Regions from separate parts of the Rattus norvegicus genome. Here regions 1, 2 and 4 are each linked to region 3. The links are chromatin contacts, called in public Hi-C maps. All regions are on one chromosome and are shown on one strand. Each heading gives the region's core, a stretch centred on a gene start, on an enhancer-like site or on the middle of the called end of the contact. The rest is flanking DNA. Distances are from core to core; before and after follow the strand shown. Region 1 has its middle 11 kb from the start of Lrrc20. Region 2 has its middle 5.6 kb from the start of Trnas-aga16. Region 3 overlaps Pald1 (phosphatase domain containing, paladin 1). Region 4 holds the start of Pcbd1 (pterin-4 alpha-carbinolamine dehydratase 1).

The links. A called contact is a pair of places that touch in the nucleus more often than the background predicts.
Region 1: a Hi-C map of hepatocytes shows a contact between it and region 3, with 2.9 times the contacts expected there. The contact joins two enhancer-like sites. A contact is called at or near these places in 11 of 12 Hi-C or Micro-C datasets (the A7r5 cell line, Schwann cells, frontal cortex and 6 more) and 1 of 1 datasets of contacts at active chromatin or transcription factors (oligodendrocytes).
Region 2: a contact with region 3 is called in a Hi-C map of liver, with 4 times the contacts expected there. The contact joins two enhancer-like sites. A contact is called at or near these places in 8 of 12 Hi-C or Micro-C datasets (the A7r5 cell line, Schwann cells, frontal cortex and 4 more).
Region 4: a contact with region 3 is called in a Hi-C map of liver, with 2.9 times the contacts expected there. The contact joins the promoter of Pcbd1 here to the enhancer-like site in region 3. A contact is called at or near these places in 2 of 12 Hi-C or Micro-C datasets (both in liver).

What each region holds. Positions count from the first base shown.
Region 1 is chr20:29,953,264-29,956,451 of GRCr8, forward strand. It overlaps the pseudogene Csrp2-ps1. Among named protein-coding and RNA genes, the nearest start is that of Lrrc20, 11 kb to the right of the region's middle. Within about 2 kb of position 1,683, at least 34 of the 93 cell types and tissues checked have an H3K27ac peak or open chromatin away from gene starts, as enhancers often do. A contact at or near this core is called in hepatocytes and liver, where this site is marked.
Region 2 is chr20:29,650,732-29,653,764 of GRCr8, forward strand. No RefSeq gene overlaps it. Among named protein-coding and RNA genes, the nearest start is that of Trnas-aga16, 5.6 kb to the left of the region's middle. Within about 2 kb of position 1,265, at least 7 of the 93 cell types and tissues checked have an H3K27ac peak or open chromatin away from gene starts, as enhancers often do. A contact at or near this core is called in hepatocytes and liver, where this site is marked.
Region 3 is chr20:29,821,594-29,824,945 of GRCr8, forward strand. The region is part of intron 17 of Pald1 (phosphatase domain containing, paladin 1); the gene reads right to left. Among named protein-coding and RNA genes, the nearest start is that of Pald1, 26 kb to the right of the region's middle. Within about 2 kb of position 1,773, at least 4 of the 93 cell types and tissues checked have an H3K27ac peak or open chromatin away from gene starts, as enhancers often do. A contact at or near this core is called in hepatocytes and liver, where this site is marked.
Region 4 is chr20:29,580,363-29,583,424 of GRCr8, forward strand. Pcbd1 (pterin-4 alpha-carbinolamine dehydratase 1) reads left to right here and starts at 1,305. Exons shown (of 4, transcript NM_001007601.2): 1 at 1,305-1,345. The coding sequence starts at 1,343.

The DNA of each region.
Region 1 (3,188 bases), core at 433-2,932, 130 kb after region 3:
CCTTTGGGTGCTGGAGAAATGGCTCAGTACTTAATACTTACTTACTGATCACACCCAAGACCCAGGTTTGATTTTTTTTTTTAAAGATTTATTTATTTATTTTGTATATGAGTACACTGTAGCTGTCTTCAGACACAGCAGAAGAGGGCATCAGATCCTATCACAGATGGTTGTGAGCCACCATGTGGTTGCTGGGATTTGAACTCAGGACCTCTGGAAGAACAGTCGGTGCTCTTAACCACTGAGCCATCTCTCCAGCCCGATATTTTTTTTTTTTTTTTTTGGGTTCTTTTTTTTTCCGGAGTTGGGGACGGAACCCAGGGCCTTGCGCTTCCTAGGCAAGCGCTCAACCACTGAGCTAAATCCCCAACCCCGATTTTTTTTTTTTTAAGATTTATTTATTTAATGTATATGAGTACACTGTAGCTGTTTCAGACACACCAGAAGAGGGCATCAGATCCCATCACAGATGGCCGTGAGCCACCATGTGGTTGCTGGGAATCAAACTCAGGACCTCTGGAAGAGCAGGTACTGCTCTCAACCTCTGAGCCACCTCTCCAGCCCCAGGTTTGATTTTGATCAAAGATCCAGGTTTGATTTTGATCAGTCACGACTGGTTTTTTGTTTGTTTGTTTGTTTGTTTTGTTTGTTTTTTTTTCAAATCAAACCAAAATTTTATTCCAAATGTAAAAGAACGCTTTTTTTTTCTCTTCTTTTTTTTTTTTTTTCGGAGCTGGGGACCAAACCCAGGGCCTTGCGCTTGCTAGGCAAGCGCTCTACCATTGAGCTAAATCCCCAACCCCCAAAAGAACGCTCTTAAATGCTAGTGAACCAGCAGGAGAGTACAGTGCTTCCTGTCCAGCCCGGTTGTGCACATAGAGTGTGATATACAGTGCTGAGTGCTGGCCGATGCACAGTAGTGAGCGCTGTAAGGCCATCCATGTTTTGGTAATGGAGATTCTTTGTCATGCTTACTGGGTTTACCCCGCTACTGAGCATGAACAAGGGCCCCTGCTCCTTGACCATAGCCGAATCCCTTGGGCCCAAAGTTCTTTGAGTAGCACCCTTTACAGTAGATTTCACCTTCCTTCTCAGTCAGAGTTGTAGACTCCAGACTCTTCCCACACTTGGCACATCGGAAAGTTTTTGTGCCAGGGCTTTCCAGCTCTAATGATCTTCTCAGCAGCATACACAGAATCCCCACACCTGGAACACTTCTCAGCACCTCCATATTTCTGGGCAAATTTAGAAGTGTTTGGGTTTGTTGTAGGCCTGTGAGGTTGAGCACTCTCTGGCTTGATACCCAGCTTCTCACGACGGCCCATGTTGAGCGTGCCAGCGCCCTGGCCATAACCATAGCCTTTTGGTCCATACTTCTTTCCGTAGCATGATTTGCAGTAGATCTCTTCATCATGAATTGCCACTGTTGTGCTGTCTAAATATTTCCTGCAAACCATGCACAGAAAGCAGCACCGGTGGAAGCTCCGCCCGTCACACTGCACCTCTTCAGCATGGTACACCGTTCTCCCGCAGGCCCCGCACTTATTTCCACTGCCCCAGACAGGCATTCCGAGCGGGAGGCCGGAGCACGCGGCGGGAGGAACTAGCGAGATCCAGACAGAGGAAAGCCGCGGGCGAATCCGGAGCCAGTCACGACTATTAATGTCAGAGGATCTGGTGCCCTCTTCTGGCTCCCGTGGGCACTGCATGCGTATGACAGGCATGCCGGCAAAAAGCCCTCCTCTCTCTACAGTCACCACTAGAGTCCACCCTGTTCTCACTCGACTTCTCCTGTTGGTCTGATAGTCATGCTGTCCTGGGGCCTTTGCACGTGCTACTCTCTTTGCTTGGTTGTCCCTTTGTGGCAAACAAACCTCAAGGTGAATCTCAGGATCCCGCCTCCTGGTGACGCACCCGCAGTGGGCGGTGCCTCAGACTTCGTACTAAATAACAGCAAAAGTGCAGGAGGCCATTGCTGACCTTAAGTTACTTTCCGCTTCTCCTATGTTCAGTCTATCCTCCGCTTATTGGGGTGCATAGATGTTTCCTTTGTATGTTCCCTAGAAAAGTCATATCACATGCAGGAGCAGAGCACTTACCTAGAAAATGCTGTGGTCCCAGGTTTGTCTTCAGTCCAAGCCTCCCTGGCCACTAGCTTGGAAGATGGTGGCTGCTAATTGAATAGAGTCGCCGCACTGTAGCAGTAATGGCAGTAACCTTCTGCCTGGAGTAGGACATCACTTGGCTGTTCTATGTGCCATTCTGCAGAAAACGGGTTGCCCTTCTCACTGCAGGACACCCCCTCTAGCCCCATCCCCCAAAAAGGGCAATGACTGGGTGTTCACACAAAGAACACTTCACACTGTATCTGTATCTGTATCTGTATCTGTATCTGTGTCTGTGTCTGTATCTGTATCTGTGTCTGTGTCTGTGTCTGTGTCTGTGTCTGTGTCTGTGTCTGTGTCTGTGTCTGTGTCTGTGTCTGTGTCTGTGTCTGTGTCTGTGTCTGTGTCTGTGTCTGTATCTGTATCTGTATCTGTATCTGTATCTGTATCTGTCTGTATTTGGAGTCATCTCTGATAACTCCACTAGGGGGCGCTCTGAACCAGGTTTGCCTGAATTCTGCGGTAGTCTTTGTGCCCCATAAATTAAGGGAGTTTGGGAGGCAGGGTTTGGAGTTTCAGACAAATAGCTACTCTGAATCGCCCATGATCCTGCACGCCACCTGGATAAATGTATTCAGTCACCAAGTTTGAGCTGTGAGAATATTTCTAAAAAAAAAAAAAAAAAAGGGCTGGGGAGATGGCTCAGCGGTTAAGAGCACCTGACTACTCTTCCAGAGGTCCTGAGTTCAATTCCCAGCAACCACATGGTGGCTCACAACCATCTGTAAAGAGATCCGATGCCCTCTTCTGGTGTGTCTGAAGACAGCTACAGTGTACTTATATATAATAAATAAATAAATCTTTAAAAAGAATATTTCTTTGGCCTGTACCTTCCTCATTTAGAAATAGAACTAACTCTCTATCTATCTATCTATCTATCTATCTATCTATCTATCTATCTATCTATCTATCTATCTATCTATCTATCTATCTCTATCTCATGTAGCCCAGTCTAGCTTCTAACTCACTCTGTAATTGAGATTGGCCCTTAACTCCTCATCCTCCTGCCTCCACCACCTCAGT
Region 2 (3,033 bases), core at 15-2,514, 170 kb before region 3:
ACACACACATATACCCCATGTATGTGCACACACAATAATCCTTTATTTAAGTTAAATTTTAAAAAGGAGAAATTTGAACAGACGTGAAATGGAGCTGATGGGTTTTATAAGGCAAAAGTGCTAGGTCACCGGCAAATCGCCAGGAGCTAAGAGATAGGAAACACCTTTCTCCTCCGCCTTCAGAAGCACCTACACCTTCCCGGCACCTTGACCTTTACCCTCAAGAGCTGCGAGACAATAAGTTTCTGTTTATTCACTGCTATTTTATCTCAGCATCATACTTAGCAAACAGAGACCTAGATTTTCAAGCTGCACAGCTGATCCTGTCCTGCCCCACACCTTCGCGTGTTATAAAAGTCCAGTGCTCACACGTTATAAATGTCTGCAATGCAAGGGTGTAGGGTGTGGGGATCTTTAAGAAGCAGTTAGGCCATTGGAGCTGTGCCCATGTGCGTAAATACCTAAGGTTGACATCATCATCAACTTTAGCCTTCTCTTGCTCTCTGCCTCTCTCTGCCCTTTCTGTTGCCCCTCCATCTTGGACTTCCAGCCTCGAGCATCCAAGAGCCGATACATTTCTGAGTGTTATAAATCCCCCAGCGTCAAGAAGAACCCCAAGCCTGGATAAGTTTGCAAAAGAGATAGGATAAATGCCAGGGCCATTCTCGGTACAAAACAGCTTCTTGTTCCCTCTGAATATCAGTGGGGAGACTGGGTTGGGAAGTGTCCAGAGCACCATGGTAGCCACTGCCTACCTGCGTCCTGAGGGACAAGTAGCTTGAAGCTGGCTTTTGTAGACCAGCTCGAAGGGACTGCTGTTCTCCTCAACTACCTGTTCTAAACAGGAAGCAGTGTCGCAAGGGGGCTACTTGGACCTGCTGAGAGGCAACTACTTGCTCAAACACAGGGCAAGGGTCCATTCTTACTGTCTACCGCCCATTTGAGCATTTCAAAGGTTCCCATCACAGTCCACAGGCTGCCTATTCAGACCTCTCCCATTCCTCACTATGTACCATTGAAGAGTCAGCTTAAACTGGTTTCTTTTGTGAAGCCATACAAGTCACACACACACACACACACACACACACACACACACACACACACACACACACACACACAAATCAAGCAAACTGTTTACAGCAACAAGGCCTGACTCAGGACTCCAGGGAAGCCTTACTGAGTTTCTGTTTGAGAACAGAAAGCCCTACGGGGATTGCCCAACGTCTCTGCAACATCACAGCCATGAAAACAAACTAAAGCCAAGGGCTGTTGGCAGAGTATCAGTCACAGGACATGCATCAGTGAGGGTCAACAGAGGTAGCCTGGGCCTTCCCCCAAGCCATCGGAAAGCTCTTGGCTGGGAAGATAACGTTCATGGTAATCAGAAACAATCATCTTCCACATCAGAGTATGGTACCAATCTGTCAACGAAGCCCACCATATCTGAAGGAGACATCAAAGAGAAAGGAACCATGATTTCCCTTCTCCCCCTATGTCCTCCTCACCTTTAGACTGTGCTCCTGCATGTGCGTCTATGCACCACCATGTGCAGAGCCTGTGAAGGCCGGGAGAGGGCATCAGGTCTCCTAGAACTAGAGGGATAGACTGGGTCCACTTGGAAAGTAGCCGGCACTCTCAATCACTGAACCATTTCTCCAACCCATCGATCCCCTCACCTTTCTTTTGAGCCCATTTTGTGACGGAGCTCATAAATGATTCTGGGCCCAGCCTGTAGAGCTAGGCATGGGAACTGAAAGACCACCAGGGTGGGGAAGACCCCCACCCAGATCTCGAGACAACGCAACCCCCCAAGAACTCACGAGAAACCAGTCTTGATGTAATGAACAAGAGGTGTATTTAAGGAACCAGAGCTCTGGGGACGACACATGTCTCACACAGGAGACAGGAGTCAACCCCGAGCCCAATTAGGGGAAGGTATTTATAGGGGAAAATTACATAGGCAGTTGGCAACAGTCACACAAAGCAACTTCATTGGTTGGTTTACATTGGCACTAACTTGGGCTCAGTTCAACTCTAAGCCACCCTGCTTCTGGGGCAAGCTGACCCTAGTTCTTGCTTTTCTCAGGACTGTTGAGTCAGGCCTTATTGAGGCCAGATGGTTTGTGGTGGCTATAGCCAGGCTACATCCCCAAAACATGCTATATTATTCTTTGCTGTGAGGTGTACTTGTCCTCACAGCAGGGTCAGTGGGGGATAGTTTAAAATCTTTATTCTTTCAGAACCAATTCCAAATATCTGGCAAAAAAAAAAGTGTTAGACACTGCATGACTAGAACCAGATAACCTGGAAGTCTCCAGAAAACAATATTTCATGCAGTATTCAGAACTTGCCAGTCAACAGAACTGCACCACAAGGGAAGAACTACACCACTGGCAAGCTAGGGCCAGTGGTGGAGTTACTTAAGGCATAGCACAAAAGGGACAAGGATCCAGGGGTGCAGTAGATAAGTGGATTAGATAAATATCTGAAACCGATTGATTGATTGATTGGTTCGCCCATTCATTGCTGATACAGGTGCTGTAGCGGGCGCTTGACAGGTGAACACAGAACAAACCAGCCCACAGAGCTACCACACAGACCAAGGCCCCCTCACTTAGTGACGAACCAGAAAGGGAGCCTTTCTCTTCTTGAAACTTGTACGCTTGCAGGAGAGACACGTATAATGATGAGGACCACTGGGCATGAAGAAAAATGCAAGCAGAGAACTAGGATGAAGGCCAGAGGAAAAGATGCTTGAGTTGCTCACTGCTGCCTGACCTTGGACTTTCCAAACAACTCAGCTGCTTTCTGTGCCTGCATTTCCAGTTCATTGACCCTTCTCCGTGTTGGCTTAGACTAGCCTACACATGTCAGCCCCAGAGCTGAGAGTCCTGCTCAAATGACAGGTGAACAGGCTTGGCTCCCCGGAGGAGTCAGGTGGGTTCTGCAGTCACATCCTCCTCTCTCTTCCCAAGTCCACCAAAAGGCTCTCACAGACCTCAGGATAACGGGGCGCCAGCAATGCCAGGCCAG
Region 3 (3,352 bases), core at 523-3,022:
CAATTCACTGAGTCCATCCTCAGGAAGGCATGAAGACCCTAAGGAAAGTGCCCTTCCTCCTGTCACATCTTATATGACAGTTTACAATGTTCCGAGGCTACTCTAATTGCAGTGGCTGAGCCCTGGAGACCCATTACCTGCTGGAATGAGGACTCTGGGGACAGCATTGGCTGTCAGAGGCTGAGAAAGACCAGCCAGGGGCTCAGCGCCTGAGGCAGCCGACCTTCAGCTTTTCTTAGGAAACAGCCTTAGTTCCTGGGGCGCTGAGCTCATCTTTCTGTCTCGGGCAGCTCTCGGGTTCTATAGGCCTATTCCACAGAATGACAAGCACACAGGAGCTATGGTGGCTTCCCCCATAGCCCATCCTCTTACTGTTACCATGAAATTGTCCCCCGTGTCCGCCACCCCGGAGGGAAAGGAATGTAAAAGGCCAAGTGGATGATAAAGCTCTGACCCTGCTTCCAGTCTACCACAGATCTCCCTCAGGCCTGTTTCTTCTTCAGTTAAATGAGTCTACTAGAACCTGCCCTGACTTCCTGTCCTCCTCACTGAGATCTGGAACAGACAGGCTTCTAAGTTCTCAGAGAGGCAAAGCGGTATGGTCTCCACAAAGCATTCTTCAGAAAGCAAAGGCGTCTGCAGCCAGCTTTGCCTCAGCTTGTTCTCAAACTCATTCTGCAAGGAAGAGAGAGGGTGCTACAGCCTGCTCTAAATACAGACGAGTAAGAGCGACTGCCGACAGCCAAAGCCAGGTTCCGAAAGTGCCTGCTGGCATTAATGTGTCTAACAGAGTGTCCTTAGACGTTTCTATCATAAATACTTTCCCCTTTCCAAGTCCAAAAGGAAACAATCGATTACCAGCTAGATCAACCTGGGGGCTGCTGGCCATGTTGGAATACCTCAGTAGGGCCCAGATTCCTCGTACTGCTCCCCGCTGCCTCATGTCCATGCCAACCCCACAAAGTGGCTCATGTCAAGAGACCATCTCTCCCATTCTACTTCTGTGTGAGGCAGGTAGGTATTTAAAAAATGTTTATTTGTGTGTTGGAATTGACCCTGTGACCTTTCTAAGTCTAATGCACCCTCTGCACCCTAGGATCCATTATATTATGCCAAGTCTAACATGTCAGCCTCGAGCAGTGTGGGCACACGTGAATGTGTACAGAGGTCAGGTCAGAGAGTCTATCATCTCCTTCCACCATGCAGGTCCAGGAGATAAAAGTCAAAATACCAGTCTTGGTAGCAAGCGAGCTTACTCACTGAGCCCTTAAGGCGGTTCTTAAAAAAATTCTGTGAGGGGTTGGGGATTTAGCTCAGTGGTAGAGCGCTTGCCTAGGAAGCACAAGGCCCTGGGTTCGGTCCCCAGCTCCGGAAAAAAAAAAAAAAAAAAAAAAAAAAAGCTAACAGAGAGACCTTGTCATGCGCGGACGGGGACACACACGCGCGCGCGCACACACACACACACAATGGCTGGGCTAGGTCTCTAAGGTCAGGAAACTAAGGCAAGTGGAGGTCGATGTGGATAAGCCAGAAGGACTTAGGTATTTCCACTTGGCATACTTCATACAACACCAATCACAGTGGTATTGTCCTCAGCCACCACCGTGAACTGCTCAGGAGCTGAGGCATTTGTGGGCCTCTCTTCACCTCGTTAGAACACAGCCTAGCACAACCTTCTCCTCGGTCTGACTCAGTGTCGGCACACACCAAGTGAGGCTAGCCTCAGACACAGCCCACTGAGTACTTAGAGCCTACACTGCCCCACCTGTGAGGAAAGTGTAGCGCACGTGTACAAAGGTCAGAATGAAGAAGCTAAAATGAAAGTCACTGCAGCCCAGCTCAGCAAACTCTGGGAGCCGCTCTGCACCCCTGGACCATTTATATTACACCACGTCTAACAAGCGAGCCTCGCACAAAATTCCTAGCTATCCATGGGGGGGGGGAAGGGGGGCGCACAGCGGCACACAGACCACTCCTTCCCACTTCTTCCCATGAGAGAGTAGTGACCTCCCATTTTCCTGCTTCTCTGTGGCCCTGGGGTCACTTTATTGCCAAAAGCAATCCCAATGCCAAATGCCAACCACATGTTCTTAACCCCTTCCGACTAATGTGTGAGTGGATTGCTGAAGCAGGCAGGGGGCTGGGAAAGACCAGCTCTGAAGGGTGAGGGGCAGAAGCCAAGTTGCCACACGCTGCTGGGATCTTTACAGCCTTGAGGTTGCGTTCTGCTGGGAGAACCTGAGATGGACAGAAGGTCGAGGGAAAACTTGAAGTGGGTAGAAAGCTGACTGGCACATTCCCAGGCAGTGAGTCTGATGGAGGAGGTACATCCCCCCCCCATGGAGCCCGGGCCCATGTCCTTCCGGAGTTGAGTAGCATCTCTGACCCCCACGAGGAGCCCACTGGCTTACTCGGTGCAAAGCTTGGCAGGCGCCGGCAGAGACCAGCTGCGGACCTCCACTTTAAAACCAGAAGGCAGGGGCTTGACTAAACCTTAAGATACTGAAGGTAAGACCCAACTGCCAGTTCCTAGGAGTCAGTTCATAGGGTGAGTTGGAAAAGAGATGGCCCCCATTCTAGAGCCGCAGCAAGCCTCCCCTAGGGCCATCTAGAGGTCGTGAGCTCAAATTCAACATAGACCAGAGAGGGGCATGAGTCCCATGCCCGCTCTGCCACAAACTCACTAGGGACTTCCTGCGGCCTGCCTTCCCATTCCATGGCCCACGGCCTTGTCTGTGACCACACACTGGACTCTGAGGGTGTTTTGAACTCTGAGCAATGTTAGAGGACACTGGTCCCAGAGATGGATCCTCAGGGCTCTCCCTTCTGCTGAGTGTTCAGGTCTGCTGCCTACAGCCATTTTGTTCCATGCCCTCTGCTTAGCTGATCCAACTGGAAGACAGGGAGCGATCGTATGGGCTGGACTGATTAACAGTAGCAGCTCCACAGGTGAGACCCCTACACGGAGTCTGTCAGCCAGGTGAAAATCTGCTCAGGCAAATATAGACTAGGGGCAGGAGATAGAAGCGCCAGTTACTGGGGAAGGTTCCCCCACCCTCACCTTTGACTTAGGTAAATTGTTTGGGCCAAATGGAATAGGCACCCAAAGACTGCCAACATCTATGTTGCCTCGTTCTCTGGGCCTTTTTGTATATCAGACCCAGAGTACAGAAAATGGTTTAGCCACCCTTCACTTCAGATAGATGTCTGGCTCTCAAATGGAGACCCTGATTGTGGGGGACAAGGTATGTACTTTTATGCTACATTAGGGCTGTAAAACATTAGCTCTCTCGGTAACTGGCCACAGCAGGGCCTCCTAGCATGAGAGTCACAGCACCTGTTAAGGGAGATG
Region 4 (3,062 bases), core at 55-2,554, 240 kb before region 3:
ACACTCACATGCATAAATAAATCTTTTAAAAAAGAAAGGAAAGAAGAAACTGGGACATGGACGGACTCCAAAAACAAAATGAGGTAAATAAAAACTAAATAGTTCGGATGCATGGGGATGTCTAGAAAATGCAAACGGATCCACTGCAATTGAAGAGTGCTGGTTTAGGGGGAGCCCTGGTAGAGAGAGGACACCTGGTAGCGCAGGGAAAGGTCAGAGCTGATGTTCCTAACCCATGCCTAAGAGAAGCACATGTCCCACCATGTTACTGGGGTTATTAGGGTCAGAGCCTGGGCCCTGGCAGCTGTGATAAGCCAGGCTCAGCCAGCTGCTCTCTATATGCCAACTAAAGAGACAAGTCACAGCAGAGGGACTGGGGGGAGGGCTCAGAGGTTCAAAGCACTTACTGCTCTTGCAGAGAATCTGAATTTGGCTCCAGTACGCATATCAGGCAGCTCAAGACAGCACGTCATCCAGTTCCAGGGGATCCAGTGTTCCGTTCTGACCTCCTTGGCAGCTACATGCATACAGTGCACAGTGCACATAAACCTGTGCGCCCACACAAACGTACATTTGAACACACACACACACACACACACACACACACACACACACACACAAATAAATCTTTTTAAAAATTAAAACATGGAATTCAAACACCCATATTCAAACTCAATACAGCCATACTGGGAAGAGAAAGGAAGAGGTTTAGGATCCTCCAAGTCCGTCATCTGGGACCTAATATACGGCTCAGGGTTAAACAGAGGGCAAAAGGAATGCCTTAGTAAACAAGGTGGTCTGGGCAAGTTGTCAGAACGGTGTAAAATCTTTCCAGTAGACAAATTTCTCTTCTGGCTGGTTCAGGACCTCAGCCTTTCCCTTCTCCTAACATGCCTCTCCTGGGGAAGTTCTGATTTCTTGGGGTCCATTGTTTCAATAGTCTGATAGCCCAAGGGAGGGACACATTGACTCCCTTTAGAATATCTTCTTCTCTCCTGATAAGATGGTTACGACTGTGCACTTTGTGTATGTGCAGTCCAGTGTATGTGACATTTATCTGGGTGGCTTTTGTTGTTAATATAATAGGTCAGGCAGTCTGGTGCCCAGAGTCCTCCAGCAGACAGGGAGCAGAGGTACAGAGGTGCCAAAGCCTTTGCCTGGAGCCCATCACGCAGCCATGCTCATAGAGCACAGGGCATAAAAAGCGCTGCAAGGGCGTGGAGTAAGGAGGACCCACGTTAATAATTACCCGCGGCCACCGGATCTCTGCCCCGCCCCCGCGGTGGCCTGCTGCCTGCCAGCCGCTCTCCCTCGCTGACGCCACCTGCTTCCCGCACTGGACATGGTAAGCGCTGGAAGTCTGGTGAACCCTGAGAGGGGGCCTGGAAGCGGGGACTAGGGCTCCGATGCTGGGGGTGCGGGTCACGCTGAGCCTCCCGCAGCGCCATCGAGCCAGGCTAGAGTCGCCTGGCCTTCCTTAGGGGAGCTGAGGTGCAGGTTCCGGAGGTGGCTTTGGCGGTGGGCCTGGAAGACTAGCTTGTCCTAACTCCCAGGCCCGATCTGCTGGCTGGGTCTGACAGGGTGTGGCAGCAAGGCAGGTCTCCGTGGCGCTGTCTGGTCCTAAAGGCTAGCTGGTCTCTTGAGGTGCCAGATTTTTTTTGGGGGGGGGGGACTCAGTTCTCTCTGCACCCCAGTGCTGTCCCTGACTTTATGCCCCGCCCTAACACCTAGTTAAGGTGCTGTGCCCCACCTTGGTTGGGTGGTGTGGGGGTGGGTCAGGATCTTAGGTCCCTTGGAAAGAGGCCCTCAGACCTCCCTGCAACCCTTCCCAAACAGTGAGGTTCCAGTGATGGGAGGGTGTTTTGGCAGCCTGGGAAGGCTTGGAAAGAGTCATTGGGGACCAAAGACACACAGGCTTGGATAATCAGTAATCCTGCAACCCACGCTAACAGAGGCTGACAGAGCTTTGCTAAGCAAATAAGGCTCTTACCCCTCTGACCTGAGTTCAGAGGGTTGTCAGCCAGAGACTTGGTTCTGGAAAATTCTAAGAAGTACCACCTAACACACACACACATACACACACACACACACACACACACACACACACACACACACACACACACACACACTTCTGGTGCCCTTCGGATACCCAGTTGCCTGGTTACCAGGGTCCAGCTTATCAGCCACTGAACGGGCAACACTGGAAAGACCCCCCTATTAACCTCAGTGTAGATCTCTGCACTGAGGTGGAGCCCCTTGTTTCGGAGAGCACACACACGTGAGGTTCTGTAGGTTCCACTGCTGGCCTGTGACCTGTCACAGGTCTCCTTCTTGCCCTAGGGAGTGTTTTTTAAATGAAGCTGACTTTCACTTTATAACCTTGCATCCCACTGGCATCTCTTGGTCTAAGGAGTGGGTCTCATCCCCTTTACCCAGGAAGCCAAGGGACCATTTGGCCCACCCACCCCAGGGTACTGAAATGATGGGTGGCTTGCAGGGCACAGTTCACCTTCCTCCGGCTCCCCAAGCCAAATTTGAGTCATTGTCTGTAGTTTAAAACTGTGTCCCTAGGTGATCTATTTCACAACCCTAGCTTGTTAGGCTCATGGCCCCACGTTCCTCTAGAGGATAGAACTGACGCTAACTTCTGTTTTCTGGAGGGTCCACTCAGGACCTGACCTGGTATGTGCTGAGGGTCACACCGTGGGCACTTTGTACAACAGGCTTATGAGCTTGCCAGGTGCCCTTGACAGACTACTTCCATGTTTGGTCTGGGCCCTGTGGTCCTTGGTTCCTGAGACAGCCGCCCTGAGAGCCTCACCCTGACAGCTGTGGACTACACAGGGGCATGGAGGAAGCCAGTATTCACAGTGACTAGAAGGTGGCAGAGACTCATCTGGGAATGTGTTTGAATGGGTTTCTGCATCCAGCCCCAGGGCTATAGCTCTAAGAGACCACACCTTGAGTCGATGACGTCACCGATTGAGGATGACTTGCGGAAGAGAGACTGCTCACATCCCCTCTATCACTCACATCCCCTCTGTCAAGGCCTGTTTCCTCTC